2 separate regions of the Callithrix jacchus genome follow, and region 2 is linked to region 1. Evidence: chromatin contacts called from public Hi-C data. All regions are on one chromosome and are shown on one strand. Each heading gives the region's core, a stretch centred on a gene start, on an enhancer-like site or on the middle of the called end of the contact. The rest is flanking DNA. Distances are from core to core; before and after follow the strand shown. Region 1 holds the start of B4GALT3 (beta-1,4-galactosyltransferase 3). Region 2 has its middle 9.3 kb from the start of TRNAV-CAC.

What was found. A called contact is a pair of places that touch in the nucleus more often than the background predicts.
Region 2: a contact with region 1 is called in a Hi-C map of induced pluripotent stem cells, with 2.6 times the contacts expected there. The contact joins the enhancer-like site here to the promoter of B4GALT3 in region 1. A contact is called at or near these places in 3 of 3 Hi-C or Micro-C datasets (induced pluripotent stem cells and skeletal muscle).

The regions. Positions count from the first base shown.
Region 1 is chr18:21,037,346-21,043,151 of calJac240_pri, reverse strand. B4GALT3 (beta-1,4-galactosyltransferase 3) reads left to right here and starts at 2,318. Exons shown (of 9, transcript XM_078356124.1): 1 at 2,318-2,402; 2 at 2,713-2,901; 3 at 3,236-3,381; 4 at 3,747-4,013; 5 at 4,859-5,094; 6 at 5,706-5,806. The coding sequence starts at 3,761.
Region 2 is chr18:21,229,762-21,236,000 of calJac240_pri, reverse strand. No RefSeq gene overlaps it. Among named protein-coding and RNA genes, the nearest start is that of TRNAV-CAC, 9.3 kb to the left of the region's middle. Within about 2 kb of position 3,555, at least 2 of the 16 cell types and tissues checked have an H3K27ac peak or open chromatin away from gene starts, as enhancers often do.

The sequences.
Region 1 (5,806 bases), core at 1,069-3,568:
GCAGGGAATTATCCCTAAACAGATTTGGCAGGATTCTTGCAATAATTGGCTAGGCAGGTCCAGGACAGGGCCTAAGGACAAGACCTAGTCAAAAAGGTGTCAGAAGAGCCTGTTGAAAGTTTCATTAAGGAGAGGGTCTTTGTCAATATAAAAATAAATACGTAGGCTGCGCACAGTGGCTCACGCCTGTAATCCCAGTACTTTGGGAGCCCAAGGCGGGTGGATCACGAGGTCAGGAGTTTGAGACCAGCCTGGCCAAACTGGTGAAACCCCGTCTCTACTAAAAATACAAAAATTAGCCACGCACGGTGGTGGGTGCCTGTAATCCCAGCTACTCAGGAGGCTGAGGCAGGAGAATCATTTAAACCTGGGAGGCGAAGGTTGCAGCCACTGGACTCTAGATGGGGCAACAGAGCAAGACTCCATCTCAGAAAAAAAAAAATGAACACATTTGCCTCGAAGACTGGGTATTTGGAAAAAAGAAAAGGAAAGGAAAGGAAAAAAGAGGAAGGAAGGAAGGAGACAGAGAAGGAAGGAAAAAAGAAATTAAGAGAAAAATGAACCCTTGTTGATTTTACTTAACTGATGAAGAAACTAGCAGATGTTATAATACAAGAAAAAATCTAGAGAACAGACTTTATTTATTTATTTTTTTTTGAGATGGAGTTTCGCTGTTGTTACCCAGACTGGAGTGCAATGGCACAATCTCGGCTCACCACAAGCTCCCCCTTTTGGGTTCAAGCAATTCTCCTGCTTCAGCCTCTCAAGTAGCTGGGATTACAGGCACACACTACCAAGCCCAGCTAATGTTTGTATTTTTAGTAGAGACGGGGTTTCACCTTGTTGACCAGGATGGTCTCGATCTCTTGACCTCATGATCCACTCGCCTTGGCCTCCCAAAGTGCTGGGATTATAGGCATGAGCCACCGCGCCCAGCCATGAACAGATGTAATCATGGATCAGGAAAACAGAAATGAATATGAAAATGGAGGCTCAGACTGCTTTTTCTTTTTTTGAGATGGAGTTTCACTCTTGTCACCCAGGCTGGAGTGTAGCATCTAGATCTCTGCTCATTACAACCTCCACCTCCCAGGTTCAGGTGATTCTCCTGCCTCAACCTCCCAAGTAGCTGGAATTACAGACATGTGCCATCATGCCCAGCTAATTTTTGTATTTTTAGTAGAGACAGGATTTCACCATGTAGGCCAGGCTGTTCCCAAACTCTTGACCTCAAGCGATCCACCCTCCTAGGCCTCCCAAAGTGCTGGGATTACAGGCGTGAACACAGTGCCCAGCTCCAAGCTGCCTTTTTTTCCCCACAATGTGGGGAGTAGCAGGTTAATTGAACCTCTACAGGACAGAATTTGCATACAGATCAGTTACCTATACTGAATTGTAAAATAACTTCCATGAAAACAGACTCTTTAAAGCAGAAGGATATACTACAGATAAGTCCTTCAGATTTCCCCGTTAGCCTTCACTTCTGGGAAACCTTTCTGGCATCTCTGTGTATGAACGAGTTGCCACTTGTAGGCCAGCATATTTATCACATTATATTGTTTACATCCCTCCCTCCATACAAGATACACAATATCATGGGCTTTCTGAGGCAGATTCTGTGAGTTATTCAAGTCTTTGATTGTTTCTTCAGCGTGAACATCTGCTTCAAAGGAACACAATGTATACTGGGGGGAGTGTTTGTCATAAGGTAAACATATTACATATTAACGGAGCATCCATTTTTACTCTCATATTTGGGGAAACACAATTTTACTTTAAAGAATACTCTGCCTTTCCCTCCACATTCAATGTTTCATTGTTTTATTAACTAATCGTTTTTTTTATTTCCAGGCCTGCGAGATACCATGGGAATACAAAAATGCGCTAGAGCAGTCCGCAACGCTGTAGCCTGCGTGAGGAACAATTGATACTAAGTGGCACTAGGCTGCAGGGGGTGCCACCGACACTGGGAGAGGGCTCAGCAAACCCCAGGGTGATAATGAGGTCAGCGGGAGCACCAGAAACCGGCTCACTAGCCTCTTGATCAGTCTCGGCCCAGAGGAAAAGGAAGGGCTTGAGCTTCTGCTTTTATAAATTTGAGGGGCAGGAAATGAAATCCCACTAGCAGTCTGCGGAGTGCACGTGAGCTCCCGCTCCCCCTCCCGCTCCCCAAGGGGTAGCCTACGACGTGTTCGAAGCGGACACTCTCCGGCGCCGCTCCCGCACCAGCCCCCGGCCACGCGGTACCTCAGACCTTGTGCCTCCACAGCCCGGGTTGCTCCGCCCCGAGGCCACGCCCCATGACGCGAGGCTCCGCCTCCGCGGCGCCCGCTTCCAAGATGGCGGCAGTGATGCTTGCCCGGCTGCCGGGGTGGCGGTGACGACAGGCAGCAAAAGACCGGGTATGTACACTGAGGACGCGTGGGGACGGAGGTCTGGGATAAAGGTTCGGGCAGTCGAGAGGGTGAGAAGTTTGAGTAATGCCTGGAGACGAGCCTGAGCAGGGACGGGGTCCCAGGTGGAAGTAAGGACGGGGGCCAGGCGGGCTCACGTTGCAAGGTAGGGCAAAAGCTAGAGACTGGGATGGGATGGGCGTGCTCCGAAAGAGCTGGGTTTTAACCCCCTGTATAGCGCGGACCACGCCCCTCCAGGTGAGCCCTTCCACCAACCCCGACTGTCTCTGCCCCTGCTCTTCCTCTCCCCTCTCTTCAGCAGTAACCCTCCTCCCAACCCCCCAGAACGGGGGAAAGGTAAAAAAAAGGTAGAGGACGCCATCCACACCCTACTCTCCGCCGAGCTCCGGGGCTGTCTGCTTTCAGCTCCCAGGTGGTCATGGTCCCTGCACCTGAGGAGCTGGTGCCCAGGAAGAACGGAAGGAGCCTGTTTCCTACTTCACCCTGGGTACTCCTTAGTCCATTCCACGGTCCTGTCATGACCCTGTCGTCACTTGAACGGGTTCTTGGTCTGGGGGAAAACTGTTTCCATTAGCTGCCCTATCCCCACTCCCCAAACAAGTCTATCGTGTTGGGATGGAGGTACGGGGGTGATTAAGTATGAACCTGACACTGTCATTGCAGAGTAGCACGGGAGAGAGGCAAGGGACCTACCATCTCCTGCTCCTCCCCTTCCTTTCCAACCACTTTGCTTCACTTCACCTGCTGGGAAACCGGCTTCACCCTGATCCTGATCTCTGGCGGTGCAAGTGTCTAGTTATCCTTTACCACTTCTGTTCCAGCTGGTCCCAGATTTGCTGCTGGAGTGCTAGATGGAGCCTTTCTCTGCCCTCTGTGACATTTCCAATTTTAGATAATGCCTCACATCTCTGTCCCCCCGGGACCCCCTGGAGCCCCCATGATCGCCAAGAAGACAGCTTGAACCTAGGTGAGTCTATATCTTCCCCTCTAAAATGGGAAGAGGGGTATTCTAGAGACTTCTGAAATGAACATGAGACTTGAATGATGTAAACATTCTTGGGGGTGAGGACTGACAGTAGATGGTAGGAGTGGTTTGGGGGGAGGTAGAAGAGAGTGAAACTTGGGCTGAAGTGACAGGTGGTAGGGATACTGGTGGTTACATTCTATTTTGTTTCCTTGCATGACTGTGCACCTGTGTGCTCCCTTCTGTGACTTTGTTCTCTGCCTCTTTTTCCTCTTTACCCCTGTCACCACCTTCATCCCTACCCACTGACCTCTCTGCTGGCTTGCTCTCTTCCTGCCTACCCCTAGAATTCCCCTTTCCCTTCCTAGATCTCACCCCCAGGATGTTGCGGAGGCTGCTGGAGCGGCCCTGCACGCTGGCCCTGCTTGTGGGCTCCCAGCTGGCTGTCATGATGTACCTGTCACTGGGGGGCTTCCGAAGTCTCAGTGCCCTATTTGGCCGAGATCAGGGGCCAACATTTGACTATTCTCATCCTCGTGATGTCTACAGTAACCTCAGTCACCTGCCTGGGGCCCCAGGGGGTCCTCCAGCTCCTCAAGATCTGCCCTACTGTCCAGAACGATCTCCTCTCTTAGGTAAGTGCAGGAGGAAGGAGGTTGTGAAAGGAAGGACAAAGGTGTGGGAACAGGAGGCTTGGGGATAGGGAGGCATGAAGTGGCAGGAGTGGGACTTAGAAGAGGATAATGGACTCTGAAGATAGGCTGAGGTTGAGATAGAATGGACTCTGAATTCAGAGTTTAGATTAGACTGTTGCGTTTCCACTTTTTTTTTTGTTTTTGAGACCCAGTCTCGCTCTGTCACCCAGACTGGAGCGCAGTAGCGCAATCTCAGCTGACTGCAACCTTCACCTCCCAGGTTCAAGCAATTCTCCTGCCTCAGCCTCCTGAGTAGCTGCGATTATAGGCGGGCACCACTATGCCCAGCTAATTTTTGTATCTTTAGTAGAAACGGAGTTTCACTACCTTGGCCAAGCTGGTCTTGAGCTCCTGACCTTGTGTTCCACCTGCCTCAGCCTTCCAAAGCGCTGGAATTACAGGCATGAGCCACCCTACACTGCCTGCCCCTTTATGGACTTTTCCTGCCCCAGGCTAGGAATTGTTTTCCTTGTAGATGAGCCCTGGTTTAATTAGTTGCAAGTCTTGTTCTCTCCAGCCTTCAACTGTAGCTTCCAACCCTGTGAGACAGGAGAAAGTTATGCAACCCTAAAATGAGAAAAGTAGGGTAGGTAAGGATCCTGCACCTTCCAGCCTTTGTAGAGCTGTCCCAATGAAGGGCAATCAAGGCATGTGAGATTTCTGAGTGAGCGCTAAGAACTAAACCCCCGAACCAGACTGCCAGTGCCAGAAGTATTTCCAGACCCTAGTTTGATTCTTTTCTCTTTACCCCTCTGATCCCTCTACTTGCCATTCCTTCCCAACAGTGGGTCCTGTGTCGGTGTCCTTTAGCCCAGTGCCATCACTGGCAGAGATTGTGGAGCGGAATCCCCGGGTAGAACCAGGGGGCCGGTACCGCCCTGCAGGGTGTGAGCCCCGCTCCCGGACAGCCATCATTGTGCCCCATCGTGCCCGGGAGCACCACCTGCGCCTGCTGCTCTACCACCTGCACCCATTCTTGCAGCGCCAGCAGCTTGCCTATGGCATCTATGTCATCCACCAGGTACCCCCAATCTCCACTTCATTTTGACTTTCTTCTAAGGACTCCTCAAGCACATGCCATGCCACTCACATCTAATGGGTCCCTAGAATAATTTTAAGAAGGCCAGACTATCGAGTGCGGAGAGGCACCTGGCACTGCTCTTCCAAATCTGTTAGTCCCATACCTCTCCTTAATCTGCTTAGGTTGTTCCCACTGTCCTACACTTTTCTGTGATTTTTTCCTTTGTTGAATGCCTTGTGCATATTTAGAATTGGACACAATAGGGCTAAAATTCTAGTTCTGTCATTTGTTACATATATGACTCTGAGCAAGAAACTTAACCGTCTAAGATGAGGCATGAGCAGAAGATAACTACTACACCAGCTGTTCCGCACCACACCATTGTTGTCAAGATTAAACACTAGACAGCAGCATCTAAGTATCAGGCCCATACCAATACACAAGCTAGATCTGGCAAATGACTAAATGGAAAAATAAAAAGATAGTCTTTCTTTTTCATTCTCCTTTCCCTCCGCCCCACTTTGATTTCCTTCTTTCTACTTTTATTCTTTAGCCCCCTCTTCTCCATGCCACCTACAGACATAGTCTGGTCCCCCTCCATTATCTTCCAGGCTGGAAATGGAACATTTAACAGGGCAAAGCTGCTGAATGTTGGGGTGCGAGAGGCCTTGCGTGATGAAGAGTGGGACTGCCTGTTCTTGCATGATGTGGA
Region 2 (6,239 bases), core at 2,306-4,805, 190 kb before region 1:
AGACATTTACAAGAAATGGCTCAACATAAGTTTCCCTTGTGTTAGTAAATCAAGCAAGGCTGAGGTCACTTATGAGGCCTGGTTTTGTCTGCTCAGGGATTCTTCAGGCATGGTCTCCATTTTAATTTACTTCAACATATGTCTGAGGTTATGCTGGCTGTTGACTGGGATCTCAGCCGGGATTGTCAGCAGAACACCTATGTGGTTTCTCCATGAGGTTGTTCTGCTTCCTCATTTCCAAGGTGGCTGGATTCTGAGTGACTCCTAAGAAAATCGAGGGGAAGATGTATCACCTTTTCGACCTTGCATTTACAGGCCCACCCAAATTCAAGAGGAGGGAATATAGACTCCACCTCTTAATGGGAGGAGAGTCACATTTAAGAAGCGCATGTAGTGTGGAATATCTTGTTAGAACCGTCTTGAAAAATACAATCTGCCACAGCCATTAAATTTTGAAGTGGTTATACAGAAATAGATAACCAAGATTTAGTGTTATGGGGTTTACTTAGTTCCTCTAGGTAAATGCTTGGTATTGTTTGATTTGCTGGAATGAAATTTGCTAGTATTCCTTCCGTAATTAGAAAAAAAATAATTTTGTGACTCATGCCTATAATCCCAGCACTTTGGGAGGCTGAGGCAAGCAGATTACTTGAGCCCAGGAGTTCGCGACTAGCCTGGGCAACATAGTGAAACCCTGTCTCTACAAAAACATACAAAAATTAGCTAGGCATTGTGGCGCATGCCTGTGGTCCCAGCTGCTCAGGAGGCTGAGGTTGGAGGATCACCTGAGCCTGGGGAGGTCGAGGCTACAGTGAGCTGCGATCATGCCACTGCACTCCAGCCTGGGCAACAGAGTGATATCCTGTCTTAAAAAAAAAAAAGTGTTAAAAAAAACAACAACTTTAAAAGAAGATCCCTGAAATTGTAGCCAGGCTTAGATTCTAATTCTGACTACAATAGTAACTGATTATGACCTTGAACAAATCATTAAGTTTTTCAATATCTCAATTTAAAAATTTTCCAAATGAGAGAAAATAATTTAAATATTCTCTTAAAGTAGCTGGAAAAGACAAACAAACGCAACATTGCATATTACATGCAGTTTTGCAAAATTTGGGCTCAAGTTCCTTGAGATGCTTATAAAAAAATCAATTCAATGGCTAAACTGAGGAAATGCTGTATATTCTATCCCTCACCCACTCTTGAAGAGTCTCAGTGAACATTAGGAAGTTAAACATCTGAGCATTCCCATAGGAAATAAATTGATGCGATTGGTTTAACCAATCAAATTAGTTGGAGGCTAGAGATTTCAGGTTTTAGGGTCTGGGCTTTCAGGACCAGGCCAGTGTGGGGGTTTGCCAGACTACCTGGGTTTGGTAACTGGTTCTACAACTTACTGTGTGTTCTTGGAGAAATTATTTAACTTTCCTGTGCTTCAATTTTCTCATATGCAAAATGTACTACTATTATAATTTTATATTTGGTTATCGCAAAAATACGTTTAAACATTTTTGTTACATTTTAATTTAATCACTTCCATAATGATGATATGACTAATAATTCTGATCTAGATAGACTCTAGTCTCACTGCTTTTTTTTTTTTTTTTTTTTTTTTTTTTGAGACGGAGTCTTACTGTCTTGCTCTGTCACCCAGGCTGGAGTGCAGTGGCACGATCTCAGCTCACTGCAACCTCTACCTCCTGAGTTCAAATGATTCACCTGCTTCAGTCTCCCGAGTAGCTGGAATTATAGGCATGTGCCACCACACCTGGCTAATCTTGTATTTTTTAGTAGAGATGGGATTTCTCCATGTTGGTCAGGCTGGTTTCAAACTCTCAATCTCAGGTGATCCACCTGCCTCAGCCTCCCAAAGTGCTAGGTTTACAGGCGTGGCCTGTTACCTGCTTTCATTACTCCTGGCAGTCCTCAGTAAGGGTCATATTGCTTTTTTTCCCCCAATTTTTTTATTGTGGTAATATTACATAACATAACATTTATCATCCAAAACATTTGTGAGTGTAGAGCTCAGTGGTATTAAATACATTCATATCATTTTGCAACCGTCACCATTATCCATTTCCAGAACTCTTTTCATGTTGCAAAACTGAAATTCTGTACTCATTAAGCAATAACTCCCCATCATCCCTTCCCTCAGCTCCTGGCAGCCACTCTTCTAATTTCTGTTCTATGACTTTGACTATTCAAAGTACCTCATGTCAGTAGAATCATACAGCATTTGTCCTTTCATGACTTGCTTATTTCACTGGGCATAGTGTCCTCAAGTTCCATCCATGTTCTGGCATGTGTCAGAATATCCTGCCTTTTCAAGGCTGAATAATATTCTATTATATAAGGTTGACATTACCTTTTTTTACTTTAGGAATTACAGTCTGGGGGCTGGCCTTTAGCAACCGACATGTTTGGAGAGAGATATCTTCCTCAATGGTCTTCTTTGCTGATGTACTCCTACAGAAATATGCTACATTTTGCTTCTAGGAAGGGTCACCACACTTAATTAGCCCAGTGTTTTCCTCCAGAATTTTAATGTGTCTGTAAATTCACCTCTTAAAGGAGAAAGTGAGGCAAGACAAAGAAAGATATGGGAATTGGCAGAAATAATTCTTCAAGTGAGTCCCTCCCTGGACAGGATTCTCAAGCTAGATATGCAAAAGAGCAGGATCACAGAGCTGAATTAAGGAATTAGATTCTATAGGATCAGAAAATGATCTTAGGAAACTGGGCCATTTTTAGTCTTCATTTCTTTTTGTGTTCTTATTGAAAATTGTAAAGAGGGTGGAAGATATATGCTGAGGTGGCAAGCAACAAACATTCTCTACAGAGGCTAAGACCACAGTGCAGCAGAGAGTGGAGAAGAATGGCATATACTCCCAGAAATGGGAGTCGATGTTAGGAAAGCCCTCCCACTCTAAGGGCTTCCCTGATAAGAGAGTTCTCCCATGAGTAGCTTTCACTATGCAAGGTCAGATGAGACCTAGGGTAGCCCAGGACACAAGGATCCTCCTGTCATCCCCCAAGGGGCCACTTTCAATGTGGGTAGTCCTTGCCCCTCCCTGCCGGGAGCTGAAGGGGCTGTCAGTACCTTTTGCCCTGATCAGTCTCTGGAAAGACAAAGCTTTCATGAATCTGGCCTGAGCGGTCAGTGAGACTGTGGGATCATCCTGAAGGACAGGAGGTCCTGGAGTTCACCCTCATGACATCATATCTGGCTTCGGACGATCACTCTTCATGCCCTGCTCATCACTGTTCCTCACCGTGGCTTCTCCCTAATGCAATGTCTTGTGGGGAGCTATTTCCCTGAGAACACAGTGATATCAGCGTGTGAATCACCTCTTTCTGGGCAAAGGTGGTGGAATTTTTTTACCGTCATGAAGTCAACCCCTTTCCGAGTTGAATAATCCAAATCTTGGCTCTTAGAGCTTCTCATATCCCTAATTCCTGATAAAAGTTAACTCTGGTCCCAACTCTTTATTACCCCATTGCTCAGTATCTTCCACCACATCCTCCTTCTCAAGACTGATACCTATAATATATAATTTTACCGCAGCAGGAGGCAATAGGCGAAGGATTTTTTCCCTTTGTGGTGCTGGGTGTTGGGGACTAGTTGTAAAACTAGTCTCCACTAGAGGGAGACTTAATCTCAAGAAAGAAAACAATATGAAATTTGTCAAGTTGAGAGGAAGTAGAGGTATTAACTCATTTATATAATAGCTGTTGTATTATAGCCAACTATTTCTTCTTTTAAAAAAAACTATTTGTTGTAAAAATAGATCATTTTAAAATTTTTGTTTTATAATTATGTAAAATACATGTTTTCAAAATAAACTCTATAAAACAATATTCAAATAAGTTTATCATCTACCCCCAATGCCTTCCTATTATTCCTTCTCTCTCCCTAGAGGCAACACTTGATTTTTAGTAGAGATGAGGTCTCATTTATGTTGCCCAGCTGGTCTCGATGTTCTGGCCTCAAGTGATCCTCCCAAAGTGCTGGGATTACAGGCATGAGCACCGCAGCTGGCCATTTGTATTTCCTTCTCTGTGAAATGTTTAATCTCTAGCCCAGCTTCCTTTTTTCCTTTTTCTTCCTTTTTTTTTTGACATAGTCTTGCGCTGTCACCTGGTCTGGAGTGAAGTGGCTCGATCTCAGCTCACTACAACCTCCGCCTCGTGGGTTCAAGTGATTTTTCTGCTTCAGCCTCCTGAGTAGCTAGGATTACAGGCACGTGCCACCATGCCAGGCTAATTTTTGTATTTTTAGTAGAGATGAAGTTTCACCATGTTGGCCATGCTAACCTCGAACTCCTGACCTCAGGTGATCCATTCGCCTCGGTCTCCCAAAGTGCTGGGATTACAGGCGTGAGCCACCACGCCCAGCCTCTTTTAATTTTTGTAATGAAAAACAAACAAAAAAGAACATACAAAAAAATACCTCTTTTACTGTTGAGCATACATACAAATGAACCTAGACAACCACTAAGAGCCCCTCACACTTTCATGTACTCATGTATTCAGAAAACTATTCCAGCTTTTTTTTTTTTTTTTTTTTTGAAACGGAGTTTCACTCTTGTTGCCCAAGCTAGAGTGCAACAGTGTGATCTCAGCTCACTGAAACCTCCACCTCCTGGGTTCAAGCGGTTCTCCAGCCTCAGCCTCCTGAGTGGCTGGGATTACAGGCCTGTGCCACCACGCCCAGCAAATTTTTTGTATTTTTAGTAGAAACGGTGTTTCACCATGTTAGCCAGGACAGCCTTGAATGCTTGACCTCAGATAATCCGCCTGCCTCAGCCTCCCAAAGTGCTGGGATTACAGGCATGAGCCACTGCACCTGGCCACTATTCCATCTTTATGGCAGTCATTCAATAACTGGTTCTGCTGCACCTTAAAAGTGCACAACTTGTAAAGTTTGAATATATGGTCTTGGCCAGGTGCAGCGGCTCATGCCTGTAATCCCAGCACTTTGGGAGGCTGAGACAGGAAGATCACTGAGTCCAGGAGTTTGAGACCACCCTGAACAACAAAGTAAGACTCCATCTCTACAAACATTTAAAAATTGGCTGGGCATCACGGCTCCTGCCTGTAGTCCCAGGTGCTCGAGAGGCTGAGGTGGGAAGATTGCTTGAGCCCAGGAGATCCAGTGAGCTGTGATCACACCACTGTACTCCAGCCTGGGCAACAGAGTGAGACCCTGTCTCATAAATAAACACTCTTAATTACACCAATGCCTCAATGTCCCAAGACAGATCGTCAGTAACAGAATCTCAACTGTGTCTCAAAGAATCAGAAAAAAAAGGACAATTCAATGTAATCTACAATACTGAGATATCTACAGGAAAAAAAATTCATATTAATAAATTCCTTGGCCAGGCACCGTGGCTCATGCCTGTAAGGTGGCTCACACCCTGAGGCCATGGCAGGCAGATCACAAAGTTAAGACATCGAGACCATCCTGGCCAACGTGGTGAAACCTCGTCTCTACTAAAACCACAAAAATTAGCTGGCCATGGGTGTGCGCACCTGTAGTCCCAGCTACGTGGAAGGCTGAGGCAGAAGAATCTATTGAACCCAGGAGACGGAGGTTGCAGTGAGCCAAGATTGCGCTGCTGCACTCCAGCCTGGTGACAGAGCAAGACTGTCTCAATAAAAAAAAAAATTCCTTCCTTTTCTCCCTTCTTACCTATTCTCCTTCTCAGTTATTGACAAAGTTTTTCTACAGTACAAGAGAAAAGCCAAATTACCCAACATCAACTTTTTCAAAAAGAAACTTAAAAGATATAAGGCAAGAGACTTACAAATGTAACACCGTTGAAATGATATACTGAGCACTAACCCTAAATCTACTATTACTATAAAATCTGAGAAAAAAAACCTTTGCATTTCTGTAGAGTTTTTAAAAATTCTCCAAACCACTTCAGCATCTGTAGTGTTTTATATTTTTCAGACAAGTAACATTTCATCAGGATTACCACCATATGCCATAGTTGGTATGGAATAATTGTATCTAATAGATGAAAAAAAATACAATGTACCCAATGTCATCCAGTGTTACTACTAAGAGTTCGGATTATAATTTATATCCTGTTCCAAATCCTGTATGCTACCCTAAGCCCCTATATATTCTGTTTCACAGAATGCTAAAGTCACTACATTTCTGTGTTCAAACAAGTTTTGGAAATGCTGTGTTAAATAAAGCTTCGCCGTTTCCCATAGATTCTGGTTTG